2 separate regions of the Macaca mulatta genome follow, and region 1 is linked to region 2. Evidence: chromatin contacts called from public Hi-C data. All regions are on one chromosome and are shown on one strand. Each heading gives the region's core, a stretch centred on a gene start, on an enhancer-like site or on the middle of the called end of the contact. The rest is flanking DNA. Distances are from core to core; before and after follow the strand shown. Region 1 overlaps SLF1 (SMC5-SMC6 complex localization factor 1). Region 2 has its middle 23 kb from the start of NR2F1.

Region 1 (6,479 bases), core at 476-2,975, 1.1 Mb before region 2:
ATTGGCTGCAAAATGCGAATGATGAAAAATATTCTAGGATATCATTCTTTACAGTCTGTACAGAAATGACTCATTAAAAATAAGATTGAGTTTGTAGTTATATACAGGAAATGAAAAAAGAATGAAAAAATCCAGGCAATCACAATTGAACATTTGTATCCCTTTATCAATAAGCTTTCAGAAATGACTGGCTCACAAAGACATTACACACCTGAAGGAAAAGGATAAATATTTAAAACCAGCAAACTCAATTCAAAAATAAACTCTCATACACGAACCTAAATAAGCTTAATAATACATACATAAACAAATATATATTATGAAAACGCTTTTATCTCTACTAATAAAGGGTGCTTACATTTTAGGAGACTTTTTATCCTTACTTTTTCATTAATATGAAATAAAGGCATCTTTCCTTGCAGATTTTAAACATAAAATGTTATCTACCTCTGCAGGATTCATCAAAAAACTGGATAATTTATCAAAACCCATTTAGCATAAACACACTCACCCCCATGCTGTAGTAGCAGCTTGCCAATTTCTACATGTCCGTTTGACAGTGCATCATGCAAAGGAGTCACCCCGTCCACTTGAGTGAGCAGATCTACCTCTGGACAACGTTGCAAAATTTCCTGGACACACACTGTGTTGCCATAGTTACAGGCTTCATGCAAAGGCGTCCAGCCAGCATTGTCTAAATTAGAAATCAAGGCAAGTTTTAAAACGGCAGAAGTAGGACTTTTGGTAGGAAAGTACTGATGTTCTACTTTTCTCATCAGTGTGACTTTCTAGGTGCTTCATATACAAAAAGAATGCTGTGATAAAAATGTCTAGGGTGTAATCATATTTCTACCTTAAAAATTTAAAAACAATTTTAAAATATTAATATTGGGTATTATCAAAATATGAACACAAAAATGTTTTTATACTATTAGTTATAAATCAATATATGATAAATTTCTTGGCTTTGCTAAGAAATTTTTCTTATACTTTTAAGATACCTTAGGTAAACTTACTTAAATAATTTTTCTTAATGTGATATAAAACTGTTTAATATCACAAATATTAAGACATTGGACTAGACCACAAAGATTTAAAACTTACCTTTAACATTGATGTCTATTCCTGGCAAAGAGAGAAGAAGAATCAATTTCTCCACTTGGTTATTTATGCAAGCTCTATGCAGGGCTGTTTCTCCTGCCATAAAAAATTAATAGATTATTCCAGAGAAGACAAGATATCAACTAAAGAAAATAATCAAAGGGCATGAACTAGGAGATCTGGCCCCATGCCAGAAAATTATTTATTGAGTTTTCCTTTTGACTGGTTTAAACATCTCCTGCATTAAAAAAGGGGGGGGGAAGGGAAGGACCCCCACCAATCCATATTGCTTCTGTTCTATCAGCGATTCAGCAATGAAATTCTACCGCAAAAGGTTTAACACAGGCATTGTCTCCCCTAGTTCAAGGTTTAAAGCTTCAATCCTGCTATAAAACCCCCAAATGATCAGAGAACACCGAAAATACTGGGTTTTGCAGCAATAAAAGTTTAGAGTGCAATTGCCCTCTCTTAAATTTATTCATGAACCTACGTTAAATGTATGGCTCTTTTTTATACAGCATTTATAGCTTAATTCAAATGAATGTTTCTGGCTAAGCATGAGTGCCTCTACACACTCAAGTATAATTCAGAACTTCAAATCCATTAACAGATGGTTTGCTGCTTCTCAATAGGCTGTCTGGCTTGGCTACAACAGCACAGAGAGGGAGAAATGGAGGAATCTTAATATAAACACACCACACACACACACACACACACACACACACACACACACACGGACGTAAAAAAAAAATCCCTAGTACCATTTAAAGCTGAACAAGAGTAACAAATAGAAAGACAAGGTTTTTTTCTAGGAGAGATGCAATTAATGCCTTCTGGCTAAAATTGTCTATATCCATCACTGTTATAACCAAGGTTAATAAGATATAAGTGATTATTTAAGGGGAATTTTAAAAAAATTTACTATAAATGACTGCTTAGGAAACAAAATGAAATACTGAATCAAATTTGTTATTGCTATAAAATACTAAGCACATTTTTACAGTGTTCAGTTTTACAGATTATCTCTGTAACTTCTACAAAAACATTTTTTACATGCATAAAAAGCTTTTGAAGTTTTTCTCTACTATATCTCAATTCTCTTCCTCTCTCCCAGTTCCTTCTGCTGTTCTGCCTAAAATCATTCATATTCATTTTACTTTTTGAAACAATAAAACAAAGAAAAAGGAACGCTGATTTGTGAAATTAATATCTGAGTTCTCATTTAATACAATTTTCATATTCCAAGCCAAATGAACAGTTATTCTGAATCTATAATATGCAATTATGAACTTATATCACGTTAAAATATAAGCACTTCACTGTCACTATTTCCATGGGTGTCATAATGTTAATATTTGTATTAAAAACAAGATATAACTCATAAATAACAACAACAACAAAAAAGACTCAGCAATTTACTTTGGCCAGGTAAAGACTTCCGGAAGATTCATTTGCAAGTTAAGAGGTGTCTAAGTAAAAGAGGTGCCAAAGTGAATTATTACGCTATTCTTGTTATTTCATCCTTTAGGTACTTAGGTTCCAGTATAGTTAGAACCAAAAGCCAAACACATTTCATAGTCTGGGCTCAATGCCTGGAAGAAAAGAGCCCATATGCTTAACACAGCTATGTAACATAGCCTACTCTTCATTCTTTGTTCACAAAATGTCTAGGACTGAAAGAGATGAAGACTGAATTATACTTTCAAATCAGAAGACACTGATCCTAAGCAGCACAGGTTGAGATGGAATAGAAAAGTAAGGCGGGCAAGTCTGGAATGAGCTCAATGAATGCTACACTGTGTTTCATATCTGTAACGGCAAGGAGAGGAAAAAAAGGAAGGAATACTCTATTATACTGGGTATTAAACAATCACTTTCTTTGCATAAATGACAGTTCAAGAAAATAATACGTTATCCAAGAAGGTACTTCCTGGACCTAGTCCAATATTTAAGTTCAAGTATTCATCAGGGCAAATGTGTGAAACCTGCAAGTACTGACTATAACAACGAAAAGTTCTTAGCATAAATTAATTTAGATACTTGGAATACCTTTTAGATTAGTCTTGTGAAAATTCATCTTTTTAACTACAGAGGGGCAATTCTCCTTGGAACAGGACAATTCTCCTTCTGACTTCTTTTTCAATTTTTTTAATGTTGAGGAACATTTAGCAAGGTTCAGGTCTCTGAAAGGAAAATTAAGAAATAAGGAAAGCTTGTTTTTCAGCAAGGCGTGCCAGCATACATTAGATGGTATTTTTTAAAAGTCTAGCCTCCTTTTAATTTAAACCCCCTTGCTCATTCAATCTTTACTGCTTTCTAATTTTAAAATTTATTTCAACTGTGTAGAAACAAATTTCAGTGCACTAATTTTCTTTTATTAGTCTTACTCCCCCAACTGCTCACTAAATTTATAAATACAAAATGTCAAATAAAGAGCAAAAGACCAGTTAAACCATATATTGACAGAGAGAATAAAGCAGAAAGCTAAGATCAAGCAGGTCTCTGCTCCCCATTCTCAGTTTCATATTCTGATTCTATTCTCTTCTTCCTCTCACAGAACTTTACTGAGTTTTATACGACATACACTTTTATACACCCTATACTTTTAGAGGTGGTTTCTCATTTTGGGAAAACTACTATTACGATATAGGATATCTCATATGACCATGCATTCTGAAATTCCATCTATATTATGGCAAAGTAGTAATTCAAATCATAGAACAAAAATTGTGTAAAACTGTATTTCATCAACAATGCATCAATAATTGGATGACCAGTTTTATTTCTTTTGGGAAGCAGAAAGAAAGCATGTACCTTGAATTACAGAAACAGAAAATGTTGATCAAATACATCTAAAAATTGAGTTTTGGTCTAATCAATATAATTCAGACAGTATCACAGATAACCATAAAGTTCAAGAAATGCATCAGAAAAAGAGCTGTACTCCAAAATAAAGCACAGCTGGGATATCAGCATCACTTACGGTAACTCCGGCAGCCCTTCGACTTGTTTTTGTTTAGTACCATTCAACATTAGTAAGGCTCTCTGAGAGTCAAAACAAGGCCGCTGTCCTATTTTCTTTGATATCTGAATCTTTCCCGACCCAAGCACACCAGTTTTCCCCAAGGCTGGTAAATAGGAATATACCTGTTGAAAAATAATATCGCATTATTTTCTCAACTACAAAAACCGCAGTAAAGAGAAATTATTTGATTCATTTCATTATTACATTTGGTTATATTTTCCTGGTTGCATCACTATGGTTGCCACTCTATCTTGGTTGAACATAATAAAATATTAAGAAAGCTAGCTTTGTGTCATAGTCAATATACCATGTGAACAAACAGAAAAATACCTTCTTAAAAATAATTATTTTTTTCTAATTCAATTTTGATCCTCATTTAAGAAAGCTCTTTTGATTAGTCTTATGCCCAATGTGTATGATTCATTTGCATATTTCATATGTATGATTTACATACAACTGGTATTTCTTAATTTCCATTTTGATAATGCCTTTTTTTTTTTTTAACAGAAAACAAGTCTTTCTTCAATAGAAAACAAAATAAGGAATAAAAACATCCTTAAAGGCAAGGATTGCTGCAAAACAGAATTTGCCTAATCTGACCAATATACGTATTTCTCATTTAATTAAAAAATTGCTAGAGCTACCGGATATTAATATCTAAAGACAGCCAAAATAAAACTGGAAAACTTTAAATCAATTGTAGCTTATATGCATAATATTTTGCTTTTTAAATACCATTTAGAATTTTGTTGGATCTAGTTTTTTCCAAAATAATAACCTCACATACGAATTTTATTAGAGAACAAGGATTTTTTTACTTTTCTATGATTAACCCTTGGCTCTGCTCAAAAGAAATTAAAATCTCTTTTTCTTTTTTTTTTTGTTGTTGTTGTTGAGACAGGGTCTTAGTATGTCACCTAGGCTAGAATACAGTGGTTATTACAGGTCACTGCTGCCTCGACCTCCTGGGATTAAGGATCCTCCCACCTCAGCCTCCCAAGTAGCTGGGACCACAGGCATGTGCCACCATGCCCAGCCAATTTAACTTTTTTTAGAGACAGAGTCTTGCTATGTTGCCCAGGCTGGTTTTGAACTCCTGGGCTCAAGGGATCCTCCTGCCTCAGCTTCCAAAAGTGTTAGAATTATAGGAAGGGGCCATCATGCTCCACCTTAAAATTTCTATTTGGTGATTATCTTCTCCAAACTGCCCCTGGAGAAGGGGTCTCACAATGTTGTCCAGGATGGAATGCAGTGGTTATGCATAGGTGCAATCATAATGCCCTATAGCTTCAAATTCTGGGGCACAAGCAATCCTCCCGCCTCAGTCTCCTGAGCAGCTGGAACTACAGGCACTCAGCACTGCCGCTGGCTTTCACTACTCTATTTTGAGATAGAAATATACTAGCTTTTATGCAGAATTGAAAGATTTATGAATTAATATATTCTGCCTACTTACCTGAAATAACCAAGAATATTTTAAAATTCAGTTTGTGGGCCGGGCGCAGTGGCTCACGCCTGTATTCCCAGCACTTTGGGAGGCCGAGGCGGGCAGATCACAAGGTCAGGAGATCGAGACCACCCTGGCTAACGTGGTGAAACGCTGTCTCTACTAAAAATATAAAAATATTAGCTGGGTGTGGTGGCCGGTGCCTGTAGTCCCAGCTACCAGGAAGGCTGAGGCAGGAGAATGGCATGAACCCAGGAGGCAGAGCTTACAGTGAGCCGAGATCGCACCACTGCATTCCAGCCTGGACAACAGAGCAAGACTCCGTTTCAAAATAAATAAATAAATAAATAAATAAATAAATAAAATTGAGTTTGTGAACTCACTTCAGAATAGAGAGGTGCTTACCATTTTCTGAAGAGAGAGTGGCTCAGAAGACACACTACCAGAGCTCTGTAGACACAACTTTTTAAAGACTGCCTCTGCAACAAACATTTGAAGCCAGGAGGAGGAAAAGGAGCAAATGAAAATCTCTAATTCCTGTGAAGAAAAGTCTGGAGAACATAAGGTAAGTCGATATAGTTACTGCTGTATCCTATATACTTTTTTCCATAGGCTATTTCCTTAGTGAAGTTTATTCCATCAAATCAGAGTTCTTATACCTGTAAGATTCATACACATGATTTTAACCCATAAAAAATAGGCAATATCCCTATTCCTTGACTTTTAAGAGAAAATATTTAATGGTACATGTTCTCACATTTGAAAAAACAATCATTAGGTTTGATTATTTCAGATACAAGTCTTGAAATTACATATATACAGATTAGGTAACATATGAATATATACAAGGGATTTTATTTATCACTATACTTTCCAACTACCATTAAAGATCTCTTCCCACAATAG
Region 2 (5,720 bases), core at 17-2,516:
GAAAAAATGAGAGCCATTTGCTTAACTTAATCTGGAACATATGTTTGCACCAGTAGCAGGTTTTTTGGTGTGTGGCTGGGGCTGATCAAGTTGTAAATTTTCTGCTTTAGGTTTTCAGCGCCTGCTAGTTTCAGCCTAACACCTAGAGAGAGACTTTGCGGGGTTCTTCACCAAAGCAGCCAAGGTTTGACAAAAGGTTTCCAAACCACCCAGCTCTGTATGTTGTTAATTTCCCCCAAAGGTAGAACATTTCTTACAATTAGTTTCCAAATCCTAAAAGCAAGTAACAAGTTAAACTCTCCCATGTCCAAGTGTTTAAAGTTATAAAGAGATATTTTTCTTTAATTTGCAACCGTTGCCTTTCCTCACCTGCAATCCTTTCTTTAAAAAACAGACAATGGTATGAGAACAGTGGGTGCTGTGAAAATGACATCTTCATTCGACAAAACAATATTCAGGTCTTTTTGGCTTATCTTAATTTTTTCCACCAGAAACTTAGAACTACTGATTTTCTCTCTTCATGCTTCAACACAAAGGAATCTCCCCAAAAGTGTTTTGAATATCTGAGAAGAATCATTTAGTGATTGAAATAAATATACATTAGAATCCACAAGTCATCCTTCTTGTGAAACAAGCTAGGTAGTGACTTTCATTACTAAGATTAAAATGTATCTCTTTGTAGACATAAATTTTTAGTACTTGGGCTATAATCATAATACTTTTTCAATCAATTAATGCTATCTCATAATGACAAATGAAAGTAATAAGTTCTCCAAATCAGCCTGATTCATCTTTGAGTGAGAATGGGGAGTAGTGGTGGGAGAGGGTGGTGGACTCTAGTGGGAAACTTCAAAGATTGTAAATCACCATCTGGACCTGCTGAGTTGTCCTCTTGAAACCTCAATCAGACTCTTGGAGGAAAGTTACTAAGGTGCCTTTTTAAGTGCACCAGAACAGGTAATTAAACCACAAATGTGCCCTAAATTTAGATGCAGAGTTTCCCTGAATTTCAATTATTATATGGATTAAGACTGGCAGCTCCCACCTGGACGATACCTTAATCAAAAAGAGAACAAGTGTGAAGAAAACAAGGGCAATAATAACATTACCAGCACTGTACTAATCAAATGCCCACAAATAGTTCAGAACAACGGTGCTAAAAAGCCGCTTTAATTCTGAAACAGAAAGTCCTGAGACACCGAGCGCCATCTAGCAAGCAAAGTTAGAATCAAAGTACGCCCGAGTCGAGCACAGAGGGAGAGAGGATGGCGAGGTAAAGGGGGACTTCGAGATCACTTGCTGTGATTTAACCGTCTGCCCAGTCTCACCTGAGCCCAGAGCTACCTGCAAGTTTCTGCTCTTCGCCTCACCGAATTTAACGACTGAGGTGAGACAAACCATTCTGCCTCCAGCCAAGGCTAAAGGACAGCTCCTCGCAGGATTGCTTATTGTCTTTAATTAGAACAGGCCGCCTCTCCATACCCTCCTACCACCTCCCCAAAGCCAGCCCAGTGTCTAACTAGTTTTGCACCTTCTTATCCAAATGGGGACAAAGAGCAGTGCCTGAAAGGCTCACCTTGGGCTGAAATGATTCCCAGGGCTTCAGCGCAGAGGAAAGCGCATCGCTGGGAAAACATAGCACGATTTGAGAAGTCATTCTGAGTTTACAAGGCTGCCCAGATGCCTCCTGACAGGCGATCTGAGCTCTCTCCGAGTGGCATAAGACACAGATTTACTTAACAAGCCACTGATGGTCATGGAAATGGAATGCTGCCTCCTAAATATAAATGCTATAACTTTATTCTTCTCCAGGCAACTGGGTCTTTGATATTTCCTTTGGCTGAAGAAAAGTCAAAGGTAGCTAGAAAGCTGCCAATACCCCTGTTAGTGTGTAGCTTGAAGGGGGTGGGGTTAAAGCACTTTTTAAGAATAATTTTAAAGTTTGAATAATATTACCTAATTATATGAATATCCTTTGGAACTGGGCTAACAATGTAACTACCAAATAAAGCTTCTGGGATTTCAATGTGAAGAAAGTAAAGAATAATCTGCTGATTTCTGTAGAGTCAGGAACCCCATATTTTTCTTTTAAACCAGCCGGTCTGAATTGATAAGACTGGGAGAGTTCATCTCAATAATATGTGTGCTTTCTAAAGAGTCTTTCTGGAATTTCAGTTTAAGGCTGGAAAAGAATCCGCGTATATACATGCTAGTCTTAAACTACTCTTAATTTCCTGCTATTGAATATTGCCTCTATAATAGCTCATTGATTCACATTGTTCTTAGAATACAGAGCCAGAGCTAGGCTTTTCTATTGTTCCTCATCTCCACCACCCCACACACAATTTTCTCCCAATGAAGTGAAGCTTTGTAAAATAACGACAAAAACAAAAACAAATTAGAAAATGAAATATTAAAATATTCCTGTTGAATATCAAATGCTATTCCAATCTCAGGTTTGCTGAGATTATGTTCATTGCTCCTCAATGAACATAAGCACAATAGATATGAAATAACAGTCCTCTTGATTTTTCTACTGTGCTATTTGCTGTGCAAAACAACCACATTAAGAATAAAGGAAGCATGAGATAAGAATATGCTCAACACGCTCACAGGTCATAGTACTTACAGGAAAAAAAAACTCAGAAAAATCACTACCCACCCAACAAATCTAAGCCAATAAAGAGAGACTTCATAGTTTAACCAACAATTTAGAACACATCTAAAACATTTCTACTAAACCTCCTTGTCTCCTTATGCCTGAAAATATGTGTAAAGATCTGAGGATGGACAGTAGACCCAATTCATGCTCTCTCTTATTTCCCTCTCCCTCTCCGAAGTTCAGAGGAAAAGTTCCCAGGGCAGTCTTGCCTCCGGATGTCAATAAAAATTTAACTTTGTGTGTGTGTGTGTGTGTGTGTGTGTGTGTGTGTGTGTGTGTGTGTCTTGTTAAATAGTACATTTCTCCCATCAAGGTCTTCTTAAACACGGAACCTTCTCCTAGACAGGGTACCCAGCTGTTTAATTTAACATTGATTTATTGCTTTTAAAAGTAAATTTACACACATGCCAGCAGCGCTCCGTTTTGTTTCCCCAGACTCTGAGATTTATTTTCTACTTAGCGCTTGTCTGACAAAACAATGTCCTTTAACTTTATTACACATCGATGAGGAAATCTGTCTTATTTTTGTTCAGATTTATTGCTGTGTTACTTGTGGGGACTTCTGTGATCCAGAAAGGCTCAGGTCCGAAAATAAATAGAAAATTAAACAGAGTTGATCACAAAATAATGATCAAAACCTTAGAATATGGTCCAGCCTATACCAGCCTGCTGGGGGGTGAGGTGGGGTGGGACACAGAATGAGACTCCCCTAGTGAGCACCGTCTCTCTGGAAGAAAACAAAATGTCTTTAATGGGCAGGTAGCCTTTGAAGGTGGAGTAGCCAAATCTGGGTTCTGTAATATCTCCAAGTTATTGGTTGAAATGTATTTGGAATTACAGGGCAGGGAGGTACATCTGCGAGACTCCCCACCCCATGGCAGCCTTACCTCCGTGCAGAACTCCCAATTATCACACGTTCGTGATGACTGAGCCCAAGGGAATTAAGATGGACTTTGAAGCAGCTTTTACGGTACACTTCATCTACATTTGGGTTTTCTTTAGTTCTCATTAAAAGGGCCACTTTCTTCTTTTCATTGATATATGTCTTTGTGTCCTTCATTTCACACTCTTAAAAAAGTTCTCTCATCAGATCCAGTGCAAAAAGGAGGGGACGACATAATAACCATCATAATCATGATAACAACAACAACAAACAACTGGTACTGTGGGTTTAAATCTTTTTTAAAAGAAGGTTTTCTCCTGTATAAGGCATGGCCCTCCAATTAAAAAAAAAAAAAAACTGGGGTTGAGAATGAGGATAATAAAAGTGTTTCTAAGGTTAAATTACATGAAGGCAGGCTTAAAAATAATCTCTGTATGTGATGAGCTTTCCTCTCCCATCCTGATTTCTCACAGAGACATTCAGTAATCACTTCAGAGCTGTTCACATGAGGAAATGAGGACACTATCTTTTCTAGTAAGAAGTGAAGATGTGACAGGTTTTGTTATTGGAATGAGGGAGAACTTCGTAAGATATTCCCTTTTTTTTCGCCCCTACAAACACAGCATCTTAAAAATCCCCTGTCTGAAAGCGTGACTCGTCTGTTGCCTTTCCACTCTGGTCAGTGAGTCCTCGAAAACACCGTAACATGTTTCAATAATTCTGAACAACCCAAGAAGATTTTTCAAAGTTAATGGATCATTCTTTCTCCTGAAAACACATAAAAACACGATTGCGCACGCAATTCCAATCTAATGAGAGAAAGGAAGGAAGGAAGGAAGGAAGGAAGGAAGGAAGGAAGGAAGGAAGGAAGGAAGGAAGGAAGGAAGGAAGGAAAGAAGGAAGGAAGGAAGGAAGGAAAGAAGGAAGGAAGGAAGGAAGGAAGGAAGGAAGGAAGGAAGGAAGGAAGGGAGGGAGGGAGGGAAGGGAGGGAGAGAAGGGAGGGAGAGAAGGAAGGAAAGAAAGGAAGGAAGGGAGTGTAAGGACAGAAAGGAAAGAAAGAAAAATAGGAAAAAGGGAAAGGAAAAAATATCCCTCTTTAAACGGGGGGAGGGGGAGTAACTGGGAAACATTGAAAAATCTCCTATTCATATTAGGAGCTACTTCTTCTTATTCTGTTGTTTTTTTTTTTTTTTTTTTTTTTTTTTTTTTCTGTTTGCCCTTTGAAAAGGGGTCCTGTCACTCAGAAAGGGGCTGTTTCTTCAACCTCCTCCCCATCCACCCACCAGCCGGCCCCCCTCAGCCTCGCAGCCCGGCCCCGGCCCACCCCGCGGCCCTCCCAGCGCACACACAGTTTCTTCCAAGTGCTTTTTCAAGTAAGAGCCGGAGAGATGAGAGGTGAGGCTTCTCCAGCGCGGAGCCAGACAAGTACTTCTCATCCTGGCGGAGCGCGGCCCGGCGCGGCCAGCCCGAGGCCCGGACGTTGTTTTTATGTCAAGAAGCCCCAGGGCCCCTCGGGCTGGCCGCCCCTCCCCGCGGCGGGACCACAACGCCGTGCTCTGACCCGTCACGTGGCCGCGCCCCCGAGCCCCTGCGGAGCCCTTTGTTAAGCCCCTGGGTCCCCACGCGCGGCCGCCGCGGCTGGGGCGGTGCCGCAGGGTATGCGCCCGGAAGACGATCGCAGTACCCTGGCTTTGCCTGGGCTCACCACACAGCCCCCAAACACCTTGGGCGGAGGCCCCAAGCACTTGGCAAATCAAGATTCTCAGTCCTCTGGGGAAAACGGCCCTGGGCCACCTCCAGTGTTTCAAACCAAAGGCACAAAGTGGGGCGAGGGGGCCAGTGGAGGGCGCGCCTCTGCACAGGGGTGTAACCACTGGGCTGACTTCCCTCCTGCTTTGCATTCCGCCTCACCAGTTCCTCGCCTTTTTTTTTTTTTTTTTCCTCTTCTCTTATCCTCTGCCACGCTCAGAGGCTCAGTGGGTGGGAGTGTGTGTGTAAATGTGTGTGTGGTGTGTGTGCGTGCATGTGCAGTTAGGTGGAAATTTCATAAGAATATGTCCTAGGCTTATCAACTTGCTAGGGTGAGGGAGGATGTTCTCCAGTAAATGGACTGGTGGGAGAGTTTAAGCGACTTATTTGGGAGGAAATAGGGGGTCAGATTTGGTCTAAGTGGAA

What was found. A called contact is a pair of places that touch in the nucleus more often than the background predicts.
Region 1: a contact with region 2 is called in a Hi-C map of fetal cortex germinal zone, with 2.7 times the contacts expected there. The contact joins two enhancer-like sites. A contact is called at or near these places in 2 of 14 Hi-C or Micro-C datasets (fetal cortex germinal zone and fetal cortical plate).

Annotation. Positions count from the first base shown.
Region 1 is chr6:101,054,832-101,061,310 of T2T-MMU8v2.0, reverse strand. It overlaps SLF1 (SMC5-SMC6 complex localization factor 1), which reads right to left. Exons shown (of 20, transcript XM_078004988.1): 15 at 5,979-6,124; 16 at 4,085-4,248; 17 at 3,151-3,284; 18 at 1,105-1,197; 19 at 512-694. Among named protein-coding and RNA genes, the nearest start is that of SLF1, 69 kb to the right of the region's middle. Within about 2 kb of position 1,725, at least 8 of the 40 cell types and tissues checked have an H3K27ac peak or open chromatin away from gene starts, as enhancers often do. A contact at or near this core is called in fetal cortex germinal zone and fetal cortical plate, where this site is marked.
Region 2 is chr6:99,979,472-99,985,191 of T2T-MMU8v2.0, reverse strand. No RefSeq gene overlaps it. Among named protein-coding and RNA genes, the nearest start is that of NR2F1, 23 kb to the right of the region's middle. Within about 2 kb of position 1,266, at least 14 of the 40 cell types and tissues checked have an H3K27ac peak or open chromatin away from gene starts, as enhancers often do. A contact at or near this core is called in fetal cortex germinal zone and fetal cortical plate, where this site is marked.